Regions from separate parts of the Sus scrofa genome. Here region 1 is linked to region 2. Evidence: chromatin contacts called from public Hi-C data. All regions are on one chromosome and are shown on one strand. Each heading gives the region's core, a stretch centred on a gene start, on an enhancer-like site or on the middle of the called end of the contact. The rest is flanking DNA. Distances are from core to core; before and after follow the strand shown.

Region 1 (6,099 bases), core at 1,050-3,549, 61 kb before region 2:
CACAGCTTCTTCCTCCTCCCAACCCACTGCCTGCAACACTCACCATGACAGGCATTTCCCAAACCCAGGTCGGGACCCTTGCTCCAACCTCAGCTTGCAAAAAGTCTCCTTCCCCAGTATTAAACTGCTCCCCCACCATATTGCAGTGACAGAGGCCTCCCCTTCAGCCATCCCCTCTCAGCCGATAAAAAACAACCTACAGCAGGTTGGCCCAATCCAATTAGTTTGAATAGCTTCATGCCAAGGAAATTGCTGCTTTTATTAAAAATAAAAGCACACTAGGCAGGCAATGGGCTGTGAAAAGTATGAGTCTGGCATAATTATGAAGGTCGAGGTTAAGGTTACCAAAAGCGACATGCAAAGATTTCCAGAAAGCCTGGGGGCTATAGATAAAAATACATTTATACGTATCTGTAGATATACAGAAGAGCACACATGTAAGGTATTTACACAGCAGATCTAAATAACCTCCTCTCCAATAAACGAAAAGCAAAAATCAGATGCTACTCTCAAGTCATTCTTTTGGCAAACACACACACCCCAAAACCAAGAACAGGAGGAAGAGGGGCCTATTGGACTGATTTCAAAATAACTACATTCATTTCATGTAATTTCTGTTATCTAAACTGCATCCTGGGGACCTGATTACAGTTGGGTCAGGAAACAAACCTAGTGAAATCCACCAAGAGCCGTGACTCTGAGAAAAACACATTCCTATTCTCTGAAAATCCTCTCTTCCTTCCAATGCCTGCTCATGGAGTGGGAAAGTTGGGTAGGAGGAAAAACCCCTCTCTCTCCTTAAAGGTCCTCCATCCCCACCCTTCAGCCCTCACATAATATTTCAAGTTTTAGGAGGATGACAAGCCCCAAACCCTACATTTGATGTGAAGTTCTACACTTTCACACAAACGTTTTCTGCCTAATCTTCATAATTCGGTGAGGGAGACAAGAATGGGCTTGAAAATGTTTTTGGTTTTTTTTTTTTTTAAATATAAGGCCACCGAGGTAAACAATTTCTGGCAACCTTCTTCTACCCACAAATCCTTGTCACTTTCAAATCTCAGTTTTAAATTTCTCAAGGACAATGACTCACAGGGCAAGGAAAGGGGGAAGGGAGGGAGGGTCAACCGGTCTAGAGCCGTTCATACATTCAACAACTAGAAACCAGAGTCCTGCTGCATCAGCACAGGATTTTAATTTACGGCGCACTGAAAGAGTCCCACCGTACCTTCCGCCAACACCTCGTCCACAGTAACCTGCTGTCGCCCAATGCCAAAGACCCTTCCGATGTAGCCACTGCCCAGGCCCGAGGTGCTGCCCCCTCCTCCGCTGGAGCCGGAGCCCAGGCCAGAGCCTCCCTGCTCTCGCCTGGAGTCGAAAAACTTCTTCATCTTGCGGAAAGGAAGCAGTAAAGCAAAATACCGACGGTTTCTAGATTTTTTTTTTGATTTTTTTTTTTTTTTTTTTTTTTTTAAGAAAACAAGAGATCCAAGGATTTCTTCTCGGATTTCAGCTCGGAGAGGAGCCACCCGAATCCGGCCGTGGGGGTGGGGGCTGGGGGAGGATGCCTATAGGAATATGCGTGTCAATCGCGCGGCGGTCCCCTCCTCCTCAACAGAGCGATTCGTGTAAGTTTAAACCTGTGATGACAGAGGGAGAGAGAGAGGATGAATCAGTAACACACTTAAAAATTCAACCGCTGAGTCCTAGGGGGAGCAAAAGCCATCATCCTGGGGAAACGCTTCATGCATTTTCTAAGGGAGAAAAACCCTGGGGCTGAAAACCCACCGGTTCTCAGCCCCAGAACCCTGGACCCTCTTGCCCAGGGTTCTGAAAAAGGAGGGATTCGGGCCGCCTCCGGCAGCACCGACCCAGCTGGACACTGCCTCCCCTCCTCCCCGGTCTCCCGCCGCCCCGCGAGAGAGCATCCCGGCGGCACCCACTTGAGATGGCTCGGCGGGCCGGCGCCCAGCTACCAGCCCCGCAACATTGTCACGGCCGCCGGGCCGGCCTGCGAAGCTGTGAGGAGGCGGCGCTGCAGCTAGAGCCGGGGCAGCGTTCGGCGCCCGCCCGCCAGCTGATCCCCGGAGCGCCCGGCGGAGACTGACCCGCCACCCCTCCCCCGTGCGCGCTCCCGCCCGGCTCCATCCATCCAACCAGGAAGTGAAACGCCGCCGGAAGTGCCTCTCGGGACGGCGCGGCTAGAGGCCAAGGCCTCCAGCTGCAGCCGCTCTCTCACAACCAGCGGGAAGGAGTCGTCGGAGAGTAGAGAGCTGGGGAAAGGGGCGGGGGGGGGGACCTCAATGCGGGGAGAGTTTTGGAAAAGAACGTTGATATTGCCCGACCCTTAAGGCACCATGGGAAAGGTAGTTCGGCGCATCCCAGCAGCTGGACTACAACTCCCAAGATACCCGTGGAGGAGCGAGCGAGGCGGCTGCGGTGGCCTCCTCCGCCGCAAGGTGGTTAGTGGGGTGGTGCATTTGTGAGGATTCGGTTAAACATCCGGCGAGAAAACTGCTAGGGACTAGCGTTTCCAGCCTGCTCTCTATGTTCCACTCTTGTGGAGCCATCTTATTTGAGGCTTGATCTGCACAAGGGATTCTGGGGATTGTGGTTTCCAAGCATATCCCGGCTGACACCTGAAGGACGCAGCTTAACCGCTCAGCCCCTAGCGGGTCCTGCTGGGCGTACCTTCGACACCTGGGCAGACAGAGGTGAAAGACTGAGGGTGACCCGGAAATTTTGCTGGCAGATGTTTTTGGTTTTTGGATTTTGGGGTTTTTTTTTTGGTTTTTGTTTTACCAGACCACACCCAAACGCCAACCCTAACATAAATAAGCCTGGAGCCCTTCCTCCTCCAGCTTCAGATGTTACTAAGAACCAGCTCAGCTGAGCTAGTCCTCATAAGACGTTGTCTTTTCAGGAAATCTACAGGCGCGACTCAAACTGAGAAAGTTAAAGAGCGTGTGCAGGGCAGATCGTAGGGTATCAGGAGACCCAAACCTTTGGTTTGAACCCAAACTTTGGGGCTTGTCTCACGGTGACCCTGCATTCTGCCACCTTTTCTGTTGCTGTGGGTGGGCCTGACCTTCACTAACCCCCTTCCATACAAGAACTCTAGGCTGACCTGTTATTTCTTTTCACTTCAAGATCCCCCCCATGATGCCTATTTTATCCTGATATCGTCCAACTGCTGAGAGTGGGGGTGGACAGCGTGATTTACCTCTGCCAAATGCAGAAGATTTGGAAGGCATCTTGGGACCCTTCTCCATTCCTAGATTTCCTGATGGATGGTGCTGAAGGTAGTGTCAAATCCCTGCCCATCCCCCTCCGCAAATCCATGATTTTCCAAATCCCTAAATATGGGTTATTTCTCACTTCCACCTGCTCGCCCTAATTCTGCGAGAGCCTTCTTGGCTTGTAAATTAGTTCCAGATTTTTTCTGCAGACACTTGAGAAGATGTGGGGGCGGGGCGGGGCAGGGAGGATGGTTCTTGCTTTCTCTAATCTGAAAATTGAACTGAGCTGTGAGAGGTTTATGCTGCTGCTTTCTCTTCTTCCTCCTCTTCCTGGTTCTCCTTCTCCCTCTCCCTCTTTTCCTTATTCCTCTTCTTTCTTTTCCTTCTTTTTGTCTCAGGTAGATCATTGTAGTTAAACTTCCTGTGTAGAGACAGCTTCTTTTCTTCTGGAGGGAATCTGTGTTGTCACCTCAGTTCACAGATTCTTGCAGCCACCTCTAGGGTGGAATGTAGCACCTGCTAAAACATTCCCTCAAAGCAAGACTACAGGAGACATGTTCTCTGCACTTTCCTTAAAAGGCTAGATTTTCTTCAAGGAAGTTTGGAATAGATCTTAAAATAGATGGGAGAGCTTATTTGGAATTACATTCATGGACCTCCATCTTTCTCTGCATCTGTTAATCTTGCCTGACTTTTTTTTTTTTTTTTTGTCTTTTGTTGTTGTTGTTGCTATTTCTTGGGCCGCTTCTGCGGCATATGGAGGTTCCCAGGCTAGGGGTTGAATCGGAGCTGTAGCCACGGGCCTACGACAGAGCCACAGCAACGGGGCATCCGAGCCGCGTCTGCAACCTACACCACAGGTCACGGCAACGCTGGATCGTTAACCCACTGAGCAAGGGCAGGGACCGAACCCACAACCTCATGGTTCCTAGTCGGATTCGTTAACCACTGCGCCACGACGGGAACTCCTTGCCTGACTTTTTAAAAGAAGAAGCCCTGTTGAGTCCTAGAATTTGTTGCTATCTCAGTTTTTACCTTTCTAGACTTTCCTACACTAGACTAGGCTACACTTATGCAAATTCCACGTCTTACTTCTGAGATACAAAAATGTGTTTTTATCCCTTAGGATTAAGGTATTTATTGAGTCTCTGTCTGGATGCTTTGATCAGAATCTGAGGGAGGATGTTTTAAAAAGAAGAGGATTTCCCTGGCCACTCAGTAAGTTGAGGATCTAGTGTCACTGTTGAGGCTCTGGTTACTGCTGTGGCGAGGGTTTGACCCCCGGACGGGGGAATTTCCGTAGGCCACGAGCAAGGCCAAAAAACAAAAAAGATGAAAAAGAAAGAAAAAACAGAAGACTAGGCTCCTTCCTTTCTCTTAGAGACAAATGGCAGTTATAATGATAAAACCAGTTTTTAATGCTTTACATAAATTAAGTTAGTGAAATCTTTCAACAACGCTGTGAAACTAAGTACTGTTATTATTCTTACTTTACAGATGGGGCAGCTAAAACATAGAGATAAGTGACTTGCTCAGAGTCATACAGATTGTTACTGGCAAAGCCAGGACTCAAACCCCAATATTTTGGCTTCAGTCCCCAGTGCTTAGCTAGCTATACCAAACTGCCTACCTAAGAGCACAAACATAAACTGGTTAAATAAGAAACATCTATGAGCAGCATGGGACCAGGAGATAAGTAGAAACCTCTGCTACTCCATAGCTGTGCCCTTAGACCACTTAGATCACTAGGCCTACTTTCTAAGACATAAAACCACATCACTCTTACAACTATGAATAATTCTCTAGTTCTTAGTGCAAGTTATCGGATCAACCACTGCAATCCCCAAACTCCTACCACACTCACTTTCGTATAATTTGTCCTATCTGGACTTGCATTCCTACACAACTTTCCACGTTTATTGTCACCTCAACCAACAATTTAAAATTAGGAAACAGTCTTCTACTTCTCTCCTTGAACATCCAAAACAGTAGTTCATATAGAGTGTGTAATTACCAGCATTTAAAGAAACCAAATAATTGATTTCAAACTGAATGTGACACAGAAGAGAACAATCTCACTAGGGTGAAAAAAATTGATATAAGTTATTCTAGACCAGGTGAGCTTTTGAACTTGGTCTAGGAGATACTACAGAGAAATATCCAATTAAAGGGAAAGGAAACTGATTTTACTGTGTATCTTCCATATGTCAATTATTGAATTAAGCACTCAAAATTATTATCTTGTTTAATCCTCATGGATGCACCTCTGCAAATAGATACTATTATCTATTACATCAAAGTAGATGCTATTATACTGTTATCCCCAATTTTATAAATGAATAAGGAAGATTTCATTAGTACCAGAGGGATGCACATGGCTTGTTAAGTTTGGAGGAAATGATTTGACCTATAATATGGCTAAACTATGTCACGCAGTAAATCCAGTTTTGGCCAATGTGTGGTTCATCTTTAGAGGAAATCAAAGGGAATGGGGGGGACCAACATTATTTACGGACCTTAACTAAGACCCATCCTGTTGGATGTTTAACAATATCATTCAGGAGTTCCATCGTGGCTCAGTGGTTAACGAACCCGACTAGCATCCATGAGGATGCAGGTTCAATCCCTGGCCTCACTCAGTGGGTTAAGGATCCAGTGTTGCAGCAAGCTTCAGTGTAGGTCACAGATGTGGCTCAGATCCCGAGTGGTTAGATTAGACCCCTAGCCTGGGAACCTCCATATGCCACAGATGCAGCCCTAAAAAGACAAAATAATAATAATAATATCATTCAGCCTTCACAATACACTTATGAAGTGTGTGTTACTTTTAATTTATCAATGTAGAAACAGGCTGAGTGTT
Region 2 (6,185 bases), core at 1,062-3,561:
TTGCTAATCCCATTGTGCCACAGTGGGAACGCCTGTAAAATATTCCTTTGAATTATAAAGAAGTGAATAGTGTCCCTTTTATTAGAATATAATTCATTTCCAATTTTATTGCAATTATTGATGTGAAAACCTCATGCATGACTCTTCATATTTTGTATTATTTCCATAGGTAAAATGTGTATCTGATAAAGAACTTGTATCCAGAATATTTAAAGAACTCTTATAAGTCACTAATTTAGAAGCAAACAACCCATTTTTAAGTTAAATTGTAGCTGATGTACAATAGTATAAAATTTACAGATATTCAATATAGTCACTCACATTTTGTAAATGTTATACTCCATTTATAGTTACTGTAAAATATTGGCTATATTTCCCACATTGTACAATATATCCTTTTAGCTTATTTTTTAATGTTTATTTTAGTAGATTTACAATGTTCTGTCAATTTCTGTTGTACAACAAAGTGACCCAGTCGTCCATATATGTATACATTCTTTTTCTCACATTATCCTCCATCATGTTCCATCACAAGTGACTAGATATAGTTCCCTGTGCTATACAGCAGGATCTCATTGCTTATCCTCTCCAAATGCAATAGTTTGCATCTATTAACCCCAAACTCCCAGTCCATCCCTCTCCCTCCTCCTCCCCCTTGGCAACCACAAGTCTGTTCTCCATGTCCATGAGTTGTTTTTTTTTTTTCTATAGATAGGTTTATTTGTGCCATATATTGGGTTCCAGATATAAGCGATATCATATGGTATTTGTCTTTCTCTTTCTGACTTATTTCACTTTAGTATGAGGATCACTAGTTCCATTCATGTTGCTGCAAATGGTATTATTTTGTTCTTTTTTATGGTTGAATAGTATTCCATTGTGTATATATACCACATCTTCTTAATCCATTCATCTGTCGATGGACGTTTAGATTGTTTCCATGTCTTGGCTATTGTGGATAGTGCTTCTATGAAAATAGGGGTGTGTGTATCTTTTTCAGTGAAAGTTTTGTCTGGATATATGCCCAGGAGTGGGATTGCTAGGTAATATGGTAATTCTCTATTTCCTTTTAGCTTATTTTATGTCTAATATTAATTTCCTACCCCTATACTGCTTCTCCCTCTTCTCTCTCCCCACTGGTAACCACTAGTTTGTTCTCTGTATCTATAAGCTTCTTTTTTGTTGTATTTGCTGGTTTGTTGTATTTTTTTTATTCCACATATAGGTGATATCATACAGTATTTGTCTTTCTCCAATTCCACCCATGTTGCTGCAAATGGCAAAATTTCATTCTTTTTTATGGCTGAGTAGTATTCCATTGTGTATATATCCTACATCTTTTTTGTCCATTCATCTGTTGATAGACTTAGGGTGCTTCCATGTCTTGGCAATTGTACATAATGCTGCTGTGAACATTGAGGTTCATATATCTTTTTGAATTAGTATTTTTGGTGGTTTTTTCTGATGTATACTCAGGAGTGAAATTGCTAGGTCATGTGGTAGTTCTAGTTTTAGTTTTTTTAAAAACCTCCATACTGTTTCCCAGTGGCTGCACTAATTTACCTTCCCAACCACAAGTGGGGCTCTCTTTTCTCTGCATCCCCATCAACATCTGTTATTTATGTTCTTTTTGATGATAGCCACTCTGACAGGCAAAAAATCCAATTTTTAAACAGGCAAGTGATATGGAGAATTTACCAGAGAAGATCTATGCAAGGTAAATAAGCATATGAAAATCTGCTCAACAATATTAGTCATCTGGAAAGCACAAATTAAAAGGACAATGAGGTAGTACGACACATCCACTTGAATGGATAAAAATTTTCTTAACTGACAATGGAAGGCATTGGGAATGACAAGGGACAACTGGAATTGTCATATTTTGCTGGTGAGAATGAAAACGATGCAGCCTCTTTGCAAAACAGTTTATCAGTGTTTTATAAAGTTAAATTATACTTACCGTACCACTCAGCAATTTTCTTCCTAGAAATGAAATAAAATTCTACTCCCAAGAGAAGGGAAAATACATGTCCACACAAAGACCTATATGTGAATAGTCATAGCACTTAATTCGTAATAGCCCTAAACAGTGCTAATGATCAACTGGTGGAATGGGTAAACAAACAATTGCGATGTATCTATACAATGCAGTATTTCTCAGGAGTGGAAAATAATCTGTTATTGATACATGCAACCACATAGATAAGTCTCAAATGCAACATACTAAGAAAAGAAGCCAGACACAGAAGACTACTATATGATTTTGTTACTATATGATTTGCCCAGCAGTCCCGCAGCAGCCGCAGTGTATCAGCTCTAGTGACAGCCCTGTGGCTGTAGTGTACCAGCTCCAGCAGCTCTGTGGCTGCAGTGTCTCAGCTCTTTTACCCAGCGAGAAACCAAGCGAGCACTCGAGGGTTGGAGAACTCAGGTTTATTATGCCGGCGGGCTCAGAGGATATCGCTCTCTGGAATCTGAGCCCCAAAGAAGGGTTTCACAAGGCTTTTATGGGCTACCTCTTCCAGGTCCATGCTTGGCTGGTAGGACCGGAGTGAGGTCAGGCAAGGGAGTAGATGTGGAAGCAAGTTTACAGAAGCGGATGTGGCGGGGGCGGGGGGGGGGGGTGGTGGTGGTTAGGGGCAGTTGGCTGGACTTTGCTTAGTCATCATGGCCAGGGTCTCTCCTTCCTACCTTTTTATTGGGACATTTTCTCCTACAATTTGATTTATATGACATTCTAGAAAAGGCAAAACTATAGTGATAAGAAACTTTTTGGGGTGATAGAAATGTCTTGATTGTGGTGGTGGTTACGTGACTGTGTACATTTGTTTAACACACTAAACTCTACACGTTTAAATGGGTGAGTTTTCATTGTATATAAATAATACCTCAATAAGGCAGATTTTAAAAACAAGGAATGATTTGCTTTTTTTTTTTTTTTTTTTTTAATTTCGGTGGCTGACCCGAAGGTTCTACTGAGAACAGATCAGGGAATTCAGAAAGAGAAGTAGGGGAGTTCCCGTCGTAGCGCAGTGGTTAATGAATCCTACTAGGAACTACGAGGTTGTAGGTTTGATCCCTGGCCTCACTCAGCAGGTTAAGGATCCAGCGTTGCCGGGAGCTGTGGTGTAGGTCGAGGACGCAGCTTGGATCTGGCATTGCTATGGCTGTGGTGTAGGCTGTCAGCTGTAGCTCCGATTAGACCCCTAGCCTGGATCTAATCAGAGCTCCATATGCCACAGATGCAGCTCTAGAAAAAGACAAAAAAACAAAAACAGAGAAGTAGGACTTGAGGGTTACAGGTGTCAAGATAATGACTTCCGGTTTTGGACCTGTTAATGAAGTCGAGATAATGAAGGCACAGAGAGAATAAAAGAGACATATAGAAATGTGAAGGAAAAAAAAACCCTGTAATGCAGTAAAGAGAAAAAAAGAAAGCATGAAATTGAGAAAAGGAAAGACGATTTTTGTACATATGCTTTTTTTGTTTTGCCTATTTTTGACTCATTTTATTTTTTCTCCCCTCTTTATTCTCTTAGCCATTCCTTTGGGGGTGGGGGCAGTGTCTTACACACCACGGGTGAACATTCTGTGCTTCTAAAGTCTCCTTCTAAACAGACCACACATGTGCATTCCTACACACACACACACACACACACACACACACACACACACCAGAAAATGAGAACCATAGCGAGAAAAAGTAAACCAAGAAAACAAGAAGATAAAGATATTTGGCCACAGCCCTAACGTGCACTAGTAGGGAAACTCCATCCTTGGTCTTTCACATTCTAAGGAGAGAAGCAGCAGCAAAGTACCAGGTTATTTGCCTGAGTTTAAACAGCTGAATAGGAAAAGCGCTTTAATAGCTCCCATTAGGACTTGGGCCAAGGACTTTTCCTTTGGGTTTGTTGTGAATAATTAAAGGTTAATGAAGGCATTTTTCTTTTAGCCCGGGGCGGGGAGGGGCAACCACACCAGCCATCATCCTAATTGAATCCAACTGGGAAACTCCAGACACCTTCAGTAACAAATTTGCAGTGGTTCTGGGCCTTTTAATCTGTATCCACCAAAGGCAATGAGGCTGTATTTTTATTTCCGTCCTAACACTGAAGAAATTAAAATTCAGAAAAGCCGCAGGATCTACCCACTCCCTCATAAAAAGGACCAAAGGACAGATGTTCAGGACCATGTGGCATTTTGTTTTTAGAAGAGGCAGACAAGAGCTTCTCGGACTGTTGGGGCCTGGGTTCTTCACAGGTTGTCAGGATAACACCCAGATCCTATCCACCAGGTTTGTGGACCAGGTTTGTGGACTGCCGTCACCATTTGTAGCAGTGGCTCAGCAAAGGAGAAGGCAGGCCTCTTTGGGACCATCAAGATCTTTTGAGAGAGCTGATGAACAGAGTGGCTTGGCTTCTGCCCCAAATACATATCAAGATATTTCTCACTCCAACTGTATTGTGTAAAACATCACACAGCTAGAGAGTGTTAAGAGCTGGGTGTGAATCCAAATTCTAATCCCAAAGCTTTGCTCACAACCATCATTTTCTGCTGCCTCCTATTGCTTTCTAAAATTTCCAGTGTAGGTATTATTATGAAGGAAAGAAGGAAGGAAGGGAGGGAGGGACATGCCCTCTATTTCCATCTCCACATATTTCCATAAAGAACTTTGCAGTCTGCCTTTTAGAGCTGAGCACTTGTCTCCCACTGTCATTCATTCTCCCCAAGGAAGGAGTTATTTGTCTGAAAGGTGAAATTGAGAGAAAGGTCACTCTGATATGCAAAGGTAAATGCTTAGTAATTGGCTTTGGGATAAAGGTGGGGGTGGGGGTGGAGGAGCCCTGACTCACAGCATGTGCCATTTTCTGTAGTATAAACACTCCCACCCTGGCTGATTTCAAGCTACTGCAGTAGGGTCAACCAGTCAGCAAAATTCCTGAAAAGTGACCATTCAGCTCCCATGAGCTGTTAGATGGGGCTCCAGCACATCAACACCCCCATAACATGATTATGTGGGCCTCAGCTACCTGATGTTAACAGGCCCCAGATCTCCTCCTCTGTCCTTCCATTGCTTATACTTTTTGGTGGGAGGGTGGGGTGAGAGGGTGGTGGTGGCGGGGGGGGGGGGGGGGGGGGGGGGAGGAGAGACAGTACCTGTGGCATGTGGAAGTCCCAGGGGCAAAGATAAAACCCGGACCATAGCAGCGACCCAAGCCACAGCAGCATTGGGAATTAAGATAACTCTGGCTGGGATCGTCAGTGTCGGAAAGTGAGATGCGTGGACGGGGAGATCTTGACAAGACTCTACTTCTGCTGAAGGGCGTGGGTACTCCAAAAAGCTTGTGCTGAACAAAGGACCCTCCCCTATTTATCCCTAACACAGGTGATGTACCTGTCCCCCTCCCATTGGTCAGGTCAGGGCGCACATTCTTCCCGGTTGGCTAATTGAAACAAATTGTTGCTAGGAAAAGAGGTAAAGAGGAAGGGGTTTCAGCCAAAACCAGGGCAAAATGGAGTAAGCAAGATTTCCTTTGATAGAAAAGACATTATGTTACTTTCCACAATAGTAAGGCCCGGTCCTTAACCACTGATCCACTAGGGAACTCTATTTCCACTTCTTGTTGGCATCACCTGTCTCCCTCAGGCACCTAAGTCTTGAAGGAGTTTGGGGCTTGGAGAAGTTTAGCTTTTCTCTCTCTCTTAATCCTCTTTCTCTCTCTCTTTCTCAATAACACACACACACACACAAATGAGAAAAGAAAATATGTTTTGGCAGCTTCAGCTTTCTACCCAACAACACAGATTCACCTGATGAAGGGATACGAAGGCCAGGCCACCTGCCTTGAATGGAAGAATTCCAGTACAGCAAGAGCAAAACCCAATTCATAGAAACTTCACTCTCCGCTGCTCTGTCCTCCCCAAGAGAAGGGACAGGGACAGTCCGCAGTCTGCATCTCTGTCCCAAATGTGTTCCCAGTGCTGGGTAACATCTCTCCAAGCTTTGTGAGATTCTAGCCTGGATTCTGAGAACATTTCTGACCTCCCTCTTTTGGAGGCATTTCTCCTGCCAGGTCAATAGCACCGCAAGCCCTGGCTGTCTCCCATCTGTGGAGGCTGGGCCCTGGGCTGGGGGTCGGGGAAGATCCATGAGAGCATCATGATTGGCAGCCTCATCCAGATCC

What was found. A called contact is a pair of places that touch in the nucleus more often than the background predicts.
Region 1: a contact with region 2 is called in a Hi-C map of alveolar macrophages, with 1.7 times the contacts expected there. The contact joins the promoter of AAK1 here to the enhancer-like site in region 2. A contact is called at or near these places in 8 of 47 Hi-C or Micro-C datasets (alveolar macrophages, blood, embryonic fibroblasts and 5 more) and 1 of 2 datasets of contacts at active chromatin or transcription factors (alveolar macrophages).

Annotation. Positions count from the first base shown.
Region 1 is chr3:72,790,177-72,796,275 of Sscrofa11.1, reverse strand. It overlaps AAK1 (AP2-associated protein kinase 1), which reads right to left and starts at 2,299. Exons shown (of 21, transcript XM_021087408.1): 1 at 1,944-2,299; 2 at 1,229-1,640. The coding sequence starts at 1,391. LOC102163904 (a long non-coding RNA gene) reads left to right here and starts at 2,466. Exons shown (of 6, transcript XR_302389.3): 1 at 2,466-2,714; 2 at 3,151-3,302.
Region 2 is chr3:72,729,512-72,735,696 of Sscrofa11.1, reverse strand. No RefSeq gene overlaps it. Among named protein-coding and RNA genes, the nearest start is that of AAK1, 61 kb to the left of the region's middle. Within about 2 kb of position 2,311, at least 3 of the 83 cell types and tissues checked have an H3K27ac peak or open chromatin away from gene starts, as enhancers often do. A contact at or near this core is called in alveolar macrophages, where this site is marked.